Regions from separate parts of the Danio rerio genome. Here region 1 is linked to region 2. A link is a contact called in public Micro-C data. All regions are on one chromosome and are shown on one strand. The core of a region is the stretch at or near the end of the contact, and the rest is flanking DNA. Distances in the headings are between cores, read along the strand shown. Region 1 has its middle 120 kb from the start of slc35b3. Region 2 has its middle 7.2 kb from the start of eef1e1.

Region 1 (5,404 bases), core at 2,649-5,148, 260 kb after region 2:
TATGATGTGTCATATGTATACGCTCCATATATTTCACAATTTATCAAAAATGATTTATATATGAATATGACATACAATAATATTTATTATTTGACATATAGCCTATATTTCTGAGGTTCAGGCAACATTTCCAGGTGTTCATGAATTAGCTACTATATGCTAATACTTTACATTTAAGCATAGCACTTTTCTTTTTTACTTTTTAGTAACATTAACCTACCATTTTTAACTTTTAAAAGCACATTTTAATTTTTAATGTTGACATTTTTTGTTTGTTTGTTTGTTTTTTACATATACAAGTTAACGTTCAGACTATTTAATGTTTAAAATAGCTATCAATAATAAATATTCTTAATAATAGGACTTAATCTGCCCCGTTTTAGAACTGTGCAGAGCTGTAGCTGCTTTACTGGACTTACTATGCCACTGTATTTCAATACTGCTCATTATGGTGGTTCCTTGGAGAGACAAATTTTTTCTCATTCACTGATTTAATCCATTCATTTTCTTGTCAGCTTAGCCCTTTATTAATCCGGGGTCGCCACAGCGGAATGAGCCGACAACTTATCCAGCAAGTTTTTACCCAGCGGATGCCCTTCCAACTGCAACCCATCTCTGGGAAACATCCACACACACATTAACACACACACACACTCATACACTACGGACAATTTAGCCTACCCACATGTTGTTGGACTGTGGGGGAAACCGGAGCACCCGGAGGAAACCCATGCGAACACAATGAGAACATGCAAACTCCACACAGAAACGCCAACTGAGCCGAGGCTCGAACCAGCGACCCAGCGACCTTCTTGCTGTGAGGCGACAGCACTACCTACTGCACCATTGCTTCGACTATTTATCTATTTAATATTGCATTTAATTAAATATGATATTTCAGCTCCAAAAAAAAAAGTATATTAACCAAAACTTCCTTGGCTAATATTTGTCTTTAAAAGTTAATGGAGCTCATATTTATGTTTTATGTACACTCTAAAAACTGCTGGGTTGTTTTAGGAAAACATTGGGTCAAAAAGAGTTAAGTAAAGTGCTTGATTATTATTATATTTATATTTGAAAATAAACTTTAGCTGTTGTATTTAACCTTATTTTACCCAAAATTGGCTTAAATAACACACTCTACATTATAAAATATCAATATAATTATAAGAAGTCGTAAACAATTGGAATATTAAAAATAAGGGTTTGTTTTTCATTTGGTACATAAAAAAAAAGTTCTTCACACTAGAAATATTAATACAATTTGAGACATGTATAAAAGAAATAGAATACAATATTTCCTTTAAATAGCATTACTGTCTAGGAGAAACAACTGAGAAATTGAGGAGATCCTATTTTCCAAGTCAGTGGGAACGATTTTAGTCTCCGCAGTAACTTCAAAAGCAGGCCTGGTTAATTCATTCTGTGGTTTCAGCACAGTTTGGGCACAATTCACATGGCGATAAGGGGGGAATGGATCTTTAATATGCCTTGTACTTTTTTCATGAAACCTCTCAGCTTTCAAGAGTCATTTAGCAAATAATCACTTTGTTATTGGTCTTAAATAGTGGCTAATTAAAAGTCTGACCTCTGCGAATAACCCTCTTCCTAAGAACACGTTGCATAAACAGGAAAAAATCTGTTTAATTGCGAGTGCAAAAAAAAAAAAAGCACATTTTCTGAAGGGTAAGGTAATTGGCCCACTGTGAAACAAATGAATCCACTGGGGATTGGCCAAATGGATGTTCAAGAGCAAACTGTAGTCCGATACTTGGTTTCATTGCTCCTATTGAAATCAAATGATATGCATTTTAAAATATGCTGCAAAATATGGACCAACTTAACTTTGGGTTATATTGTTTAATCATTTTTTAACCCACCCTCTGAGTTGGTCCATATTTTAACCAAAACTGCGTTAAATTATATATTTTTTTGTTTTGTTTTAAGTGTTTTGGCTGTGTATAGAGACACTGCGGCAACGCACAACAAATTAATATACAAGTGTGCTTTTATATAATGTAAAAAATACATTATATAATGTACACTTTTTTTTATACTCCAGTTTTTATTATTCAGATGAAGATGATGAAAATAACAACGCACAAAAAGAATGTACACAACATTCAGCTTAAAATCAGAATGAGACATTCCCTATCAAAAAAAAAAAAAAAAAAAAAAAGTCAAATGTTTGTATAACGTTCTCAAATGCGACCGAATATTAATACATGGCTCTTGTCCAGATAAGCGGAGTGATTTTGCGTGTGTGTATGCGCGTGTGTGTGCGTGTGTTGGCCTAATGAAGCCCCAACAGATGGCAGTATTTCACAGTGAATGAGTGTCAAAGGAAGCTGAGGGTCAGACACACTCTTGCATGTTTCAGACAGGCTTAACTCTCTGTTTATTTTAATCAAAGTGGGATCTCAGCCCATTCAGCCATATTAAAAGTGATTAACACTGATACAAATACTCTGTATTTACAGTGTCAATATGCCAGGTTTCATATGTCTCATGTGAAGGTGTTTTATTGAGGTTTGGAGGTAGAGAAATTTACCGTTTTATCCCCTTTAAAAGCTTTAAATGAGTATAATTTCCTTTAAATCTTTCTATTATAAAACATCAGGTAAATACAAATTATTAGATATTAAATAAATACATTGTGTATTTAATTCATTTATTTATAGTTGCTTGACTACACAGTACATGTCATTTTTGGCAACTAAATCTGATAATAATTGATATTTAATTAAAACAGTTTCTTAAAAATACTCATGATTTTCTTTCCTTTGCAAAAGCCACAATTTAGAGTTATTATCATGTCTTGTTTCAAACTGTTTCTTCACAATTTTGACTAAAGCGCAGATTGAAGTGAACATTGTGTTCAGTGAATAATGAATATGCAGAAGTGACACTATGTCAAAATAGTAATATTTGGAAATTGGAAACAAATATGTAAAATCTTGCGTGTGGCAGATGCTGAGACGTGTGTGTGTTTGTTATGAGTTTTGAACAGTGTGAAGTCATCATGTTCAGATAGAGGCGACGGGGGGAGGTCAGCGTTTGACTCTGTGGCAGATGGCGGGTTGTAAGAGCCACAGATTTCAGTATGACTGACTGCTCTCTAGACATTTGTTATATGCAGAGAGTATATGGAATTATCATCAACAATACATGGGCTTTCTATACAACTCAATGCATGTAAATACTCATATTTATCTCCCAAATGAACTGCACAGGGCTAATTGGGGAAAAGGCTGAAAGAAGTTTACTTGCTCTATGATACTGTATTTTCCCAAAGTTATTTTAAAAAGCACACTGAATTTAATATTGTTTTATTATTAAAATAGTTTTACTGGTTGTTACCTTGGCCAGGTCTCTCTTGTAAAAGTTTACTCTATTAGACTTCCTTGTCAAATAATGGTAAAAAAAAATCATAATAGTAAAAAAAAAGAAAAAATCTATGTAATAATAATAATAATAATTATATATATATATATATATATATATATATATATATATATATATATATATATATATATATATATATATATATATATATATATATAATTATTATTATTATTATTATTATTATTATTATTATTATTATTATTATTTCCTTTATTTAGCTAGAAGATCACCTTGATACAGTACTGTCTTTCCTTCCAGTATTAGTCATGCAAGTTTTATATTAATATCTGTTTAGTAGCTATTTAGGTATTTATACTCTAAAACTCAGCACATATTTTGATGCATTATGATGCAATTTTGACTTATACAACTCTATTAGTTTGAATCAAAAAGAAATGTTCACATCCATGTGATTACTCATGCATTAAAAACTGGTTTGAGAAGTGCGACGTCTGGTACAGTGTGATGCATCGCTGACAGGAGCTACAAACACAGCCTGAAATAGTTTGTTTTCATTTCATTTGTATTAGTAAGCAGCACAGACAGAACCTGTCATGTCTGGCTTATACAGGACGGTTTTATTTGAAACATTTTTGTCTGTGTTGTCTAGAAACGAAACGACACTGCTACAGGCTATAAAGCGCATCGCTGTTCTTTAACAATTGTCAAAGTTTAAAATGCAGAGATCTACATTCTCGTGTGCAGTTTTGTAAAGGTTCCCCTTGAACTGGATAAGAGTGGCCCACTGCACACCATATCCTGTCTAGTACTTGCCGAGCGTGTGTGTGTGTGTGTGTGTGTGTGTGTGTGTGTGTGTGTGTGTGTGTGTGTGTGTGTGTGTGTGTGTGTGTGTGTGTGTGTGTGTTTAAGGGGATAAGTCAGCAGTGTGCTCTGTAATGCTCCGCTCAAGCTCTTTCTGCTTCAACGGCTCTTCTCTCTGATTTCACGCTGCGCTGCCTCTGAGCTCTGCCGGCCCGGGTAAGTGTCCTCGGCCCGCTCACAAGAGAACCAGAGAGAGAGAGACGGAGAGAGAGACAGCCACATGCATGACTGCTCACTGCCCATTCCATTCATTCCACACTGCCCCCCGATTCCAGTGCTCTCCGATTCAGACTCAAGTAGGTTTATGAAGAGCTTTGCTCAAGCATTAGTGTCATTATATATACAGACAGATTAAACAATAATACATGACAAAATAAATCGTATTTATGTTATTAATAATTACATCAAAATCAATTGAATTTAAAATGCTAACAGTAAAATAAAGTCTCTTCTTATATGGCTGTTTATTTAGGAATCAAATGTTGTATCATAATAACTTATAGCACAAATATTTCTTCCACAATAAACACCTTAGTACTATATGTTGTCCTTGCAGATTTATTTTAAACAAATAAAATGCGTCATTTGAATCCTATATGATGAAAAGGTAGCTTAACATTTGAGAGTTCAAATTAGGGGAAAAAATATAAAGTGATATTACATTTGGGTTATTTGTCAAATTAGAAATTCTAGGTCAAGATCAAGTGCATTGCATTATGGGACATCCTATTCTGCTGATGGGTGCTATACATGTGATATATTTCGTGAAATGCAGTATGAGGTCATTTAAGGTATTCCATTCCTGCAGCAATGTCAGTACTGTGCACATGTACACAAGTAAATAATAATAATAATAATAATAATAATAATAATAATATAAAGAAGTTGTATTCTGAGAGTTTGTCTCTAGGTACTGTTATAATGTTTTTTTTTTCATCATGGTGAATCATTTGATTTCATTGTTGAACATATTTATGTTCAAAGGCTGTGCAAAGTGGTTGTTCAGACTGGACAAATTATTTTGTGTCATCTATTCAGTTTTTTTCAACTGTTGGTCTAAGTACACAATCTTGACTTAAATTACTTCTCACTTTTTTCAGCTGTGAAATAATTTTTAAAGATACTTAAAATCAGTTGAACTTTAAGGGGAAAGGGGGGCACCTCAAGACCCCCCTTT
Region 2 (5,007 bases), core at 357-2,856:
AATTAGATTTTCAATGGACTATTTTTTACTATTTATGATGGCATATTTCGCACAAAATAGGACAGATGAGCTCAGATATGGTACAAATTCCAGACCTTTGTCCAACGCCCCCTTTTCTTTTTTATTTTCATACAGTTGAAGTCAGAATTATTAAACCCCCAGAATCATTAGCCTTTATTTAAACCTTAACTAGGTTAATTAGGTTAACTAGGCAGGTTAGAGTAATTAGGCAAGTTACTGTATAATGATGGTTTGGTCTGTAGACAGTCAAAAATATAGGGGCTAATAATTTTGACCTTAAAATGTTTTAAATTGAAAACCGTTTTTTATAGCTAAAATAAAACAAAAAATACTTTCTTCAGAGCAAAAAAAAAAAAAAAAAAAAAAATTCAGACATACTGTGATTTTTTTTAACACTGATAAACATCATTTGGGAAATATTATAAAAATCAAAAAAAAAAAATCAAAGGGGGTTTAATAATTCTGATTTCAACTGTATTTAATTATTTATCTTGGTAAAAATAATAATGATGTTGATAGTTAATTAAATTTAATAAATAAATCACTGCTTACTTTTTAGTTATTTTCTAAACATTTCCAAAGACCCCCAGCACTTAATTGCTTCCCTTTTCATGGGGGTCCCTGGACCCAACAACATAAAGATTGCCGTCCACAAATCATAAACAGGAACGCAAGTTTGAAGCCCTTCTGTTATGTCGTGTCTCGTTTCACGATGACACAAAAACGCATAGTTATAGTTACAGAGCAATCACAATCATTGTAGACATAAGCTTCTCTCCCTCACACACACGCACGCACGCACGTACACACACACACACACACACACACACACACACGATAAAACAGTGCTTCACGTGGGCCCATTTGTTTTTGAAGTAAGGGCTATTAATTAATGTATTTTTATATATTTTTACGACACAAAGTTTCTCATGGAAACAAACAAGCAAACAAACGAATAAATAAAACAGCTGGCCTAAATAACACGCATAATGAGCATATACAAACTATCAGAAACGATTAGGTGCTCAGGAAAAAACAAGGTAAGACTAATTCTCTTGTTTTGTCGGCCTTTGCTTTTGTTTGTGCGTCGCGGTACGTCAGGAGGTTTTCGCCCGAAGCGCTATCTTGAATGCACGCCGCCAGCGCAGCGCAATGCCCGGAGCTGCCACATCCTGTATGTATGAGCCAGCACGGAGGACAGCGATCCCCACTCCCGGGAACAATCCGTAGCCTGTGGGAGTTTTTCGATGCCAATTGTGATACACAATACGGGGTCACATTAGTTAGAAATATATTGTGGGGTCACCGATGGTGCCTGTGGGGCTATTGCGCTCTCCCAGTACCCCTCTCTCTCTCTTTCATTCCCTCCCGTTATCCTGATTTGTCTAGTTGAGCCCGTGCATAACTGTCTGCACTGCTACCTCTCATAACCTGTAAGCGCAGCCTCGGTATATTTAAACGTACAGCGGGATCGGGCGCAGTCAGAAGGGCAGCGGCAGCAGACGTTCCGGCTGTCAGGAGGCATCGGGCAGATTGCGTCTCGGGACGGGACGCGGGACGACTGTGTGACAGGAAGGAGAAACGCAGGCCTGACGCCACAAGAGGCACATATCAGCTGCGGCGGCCGCATGCTTGTGATTGCTCCGTATCTCGTTCTGTCTCCGGTAATCCGCTGATTTACACGGCACATCACACCGCACAGATCGAAAGAGAGTGTAGGTAGACTTTCAAAGAACATAGCGTTATGCTTTTTTTTTTGTATTTAGCGAAGTCTTGTTTTTGAAGTAGCCAAATTTAACAGTTTTGTGGTATTTTAGCTACATGTCGAGAATTTAGCATGAACATTTTAAAAAGTAATAATAAATAAATATAGGCTTTAAAAATATTTAGAAACCGCTGTCATTTCTCATAAAACGTTTATATGAGAACGTCTGGCCTGAACAGAAAGGCTTTAAAGTCATAATGAAATAAAAGTTCACAATGTTTGTTATACATGAATTATTTAACAAATTGGCTAATGAATTTCTAAAGGACAAAATTAAAATCCTTCAATAAACATTTTGTTCTGTGAACAAAGCTTGCTGTGTTTAAAGTCAAATTGCCATCCATAATGGATTTTACTTAATTAATTAACAAACATCTTAAAAAAAAAAAAAAAGTACAATACAATATTTTTTCAAGATGTCAGTTGGATGTTTAATGAAAAACAAATATTAAAACACTAAAAAATGCAGGGTTCCACATATTACAACACAAATTGATTAAATTAACTTAACACTTTTAACAAATCTATGTGGATTAAACATAAAAATATAAGTTGCCTCAATGAAATCTCAAGAATTGTGTTGTTTCAGCTTATTTTAAATAAGTTATTATTATATAAAACAAATATATATTTCGAGTTTATCATTAAAAAAAGTTTTGATAAAAAAAAATCATAAACTATTTAGAAACATCTGTAATTTTCCCATAAAACTAACATTTATAAAAACGTCTGGCCTGAACAGAAGGGCTGTAAAGTCATAATGAAGTAAAAATTCACAATTCACAATGCTTATTTGAATATTGCAGTGTTTGTATATGAAATATTTAACAAATTAGCTAATAAATTCCCAATAGACAAAATTAAGTTCTGTCAATAAACATTTTGTTCTGTGAACAATGCTTGCTTTGTTAAAAGTTAATTTGCCAGCCATAATTCAATTTATTTAATTCATTACAAACATATCCCACAAAAAAAAAAAAAAAATACAACACAGTACTCATTTTTAGGATGTCTGTTGGATATTTAATGAAAAACAAAGATTAATACATAAATAAAATGGTGAAGTATAACAAGTGAAACACTTTCACTATTTCAATGTGGCGATGTCATTGACACATAAACATTTGCTTGTTATCAAATTATTTCATAACCGTAGCAAGAGGCAATTCAATCATAACGTAATATTAAGATGGCATTATTTATCAATATGTGGCTCTTTTTGGATTCTCAGAAGCCATAGGAATTAAAAATGTAAAACAGGAAATACGTTGGGACCGTCGTTTTTGTTTACATAGGAAACTAAAGGAAAGTACACATTTTGATTTGATGTTGGCTTAAAGTTCAAAGAACAAGTCAATGTTGTGAAAAGTTTGGCAAAGATGCGCTCATGTATCCCACACACGTGTGATGCAACACATGTAAATGCACTGCAAGAATGGAGTAAAATGGCTGGTGACAGACAGAAAGATACTCGGAATTCGTTGGCAGCTTTCATCCTTTCCTTCTCTTTTATGACACAATATTAACATGTCCACCCGACAGGGCGGACCCTAAAGACATAGAGAAATGCTGGAAAACTGAATGCAAGTGACAGCACAGTTCCTCTGTTTCACAACACACACAGCAGCCAAAGGCCAAGGGTCATGCTAGGGGCCATGGATCCCAGTCCACCGCTCACACCCAGCACCGCTCATTTATGTGTTTTAATTACGTTATGAAATCAGTTTCTTCCAGCCATGAGGGAAAACATCTACAGGGAAGATGCTGATTGTTACATATTCTGAAAAGTCAATTCATCTTTGTTGCCGTTGCCCACTGGCCCTGCAGGTTGTCTGTGAATGATACAAATTCTTGGAGGAAGCCTGTAAAGTCGTGCTATTTTTTTGGTTTGCCCGTCTGGGTAATTAAACATGCACATGCATATCGGTGTGACAGTTAGTAGATGAACATATACTGTGCAAAACACTCACACACACGCAATTACATCACCTAAGAAAGCGGGATTTTTGACCAGTCATCTTTAAACTGATGAACAAGTGATTTTTTGAAGCTCGTCCAGCAGGGAGCACTGTGGCTCTTTCAAACATGCTCAGTTGCACAACTGCGTTTGTGATCAAACACACTCCTCTTAACATGCGAAAACTTCAGTGAAAGGCAAAGACAAGCTGCTGAGTGGCTTAAAGCCCACTTAATGTCTGAGACACATCACTGACTGAAAGGGAAAATGCCGGTTATTTGATTAAATCTGACTAAAAAAAAGAAGATAATATAAAACAGGCTACAAGCTTTCTGTCAGAAAAACACAACTTAAATAAAACATTTTGTTTCCATTAGGAAAGCATTTTGATTTATTGGCATGTAACTCATGATGGTGTCTGACAGGAGTAATCCATATAATACAATAATGACCACCCAGAACACCTTAGCAAATCTATCACTTGTGGAAACCGTATTATTATATATATATATATATATATATATATATATATATATATATATATATATATATATATATATATATATATATATATATATATATATATATATATATTAGGGCTGCACAATATATAGTTTTAGCATCCGCAATAGTCACGTCACAAAGATATGCAATGTCCAGTCTGAATAATAGTTGACCAGGAGCCACACAGTTGTACTTAATCACTGTATTTAAATTGAATTTATACGATTTATCTAAGAAACATTTCTTACTTACAATTTTTGTCTTGTTCCTAGCCCAAATATCTACATTTTAAAGTGAAAACAAAATTATTTCACTGGCAGATAATTTCCTTAAAACAAGCTAAAACCTCCTATGTTTACTTATTTCTTTTGATGAGGAAAACTAAACAATATTTTTACCTAGTCAAATTGTTATTTGTTATTTATTTATTTATTTATTGGACTAGAAAACAGACAAAACAGTAGGAAAAGCATTTTTTTTTGCATTCTGATAATTTCAGTTCAATCAGTTCAATTTCTGTACCTGAATACTGTTAGACTCCCCAGAAAACCATAAAATAGAGCTATTAAAACCACCTTCTTAAACTGTATTCCTATCGCGATACTTATTGCAGAAAAAAAATATCGCAATATCAGAGTTTTACAATATTGTGCGGCACAATATATATATATATATATATATATATATATATATATATATATATATATATATATATATATATATATATATATAGTCAAATTATTAGCCCCCTTGTTTATTT

Evidence for each region. A called contact is a pair of places that touch in the nucleus more often than the background predicts.
Region 1: a contact with region 2 is called in a Micro-C map of caudal fin, with 8 times the contacts expected there. The contact joins two enhancer-like sites. A contact is called at or near these places in 2 of 18 Hi-C or Micro-C datasets (caudal fin and an unstated tissue) and 1 of 4 datasets of contacts at active chromatin or transcription factors (embryo).

What each region holds. Positions count from the first base shown.
Region 1 is chr24:8,536,978-8,542,381 of GRCz12tu, forward strand. No RefSeq gene overlaps it. Among named protein-coding and RNA genes, the nearest start is that of slc35b3, 120 kb to the left of the region's middle. Within about 2 kb of position 3,899, at least 26 of the 62 cell types and tissues checked have an H3K27ac peak or open chromatin away from gene starts, as enhancers often do. A contact at or near this core is called in caudal fin, where this site is marked.
Region 2 is chr24:8,277,850-8,282,856 of GRCz12tu, forward strand. No RefSeq gene overlaps it. Among named protein-coding and RNA genes, the nearest start is that of eef1e1, 7.2 kb to the left of the region's middle. Within about 2 kb of position 1,607, at least 36 of the 62 cell types and tissues checked have an H3K27ac peak or open chromatin away from gene starts, as enhancers often do. A contact at or near this core is called in caudal fin, where this site is marked.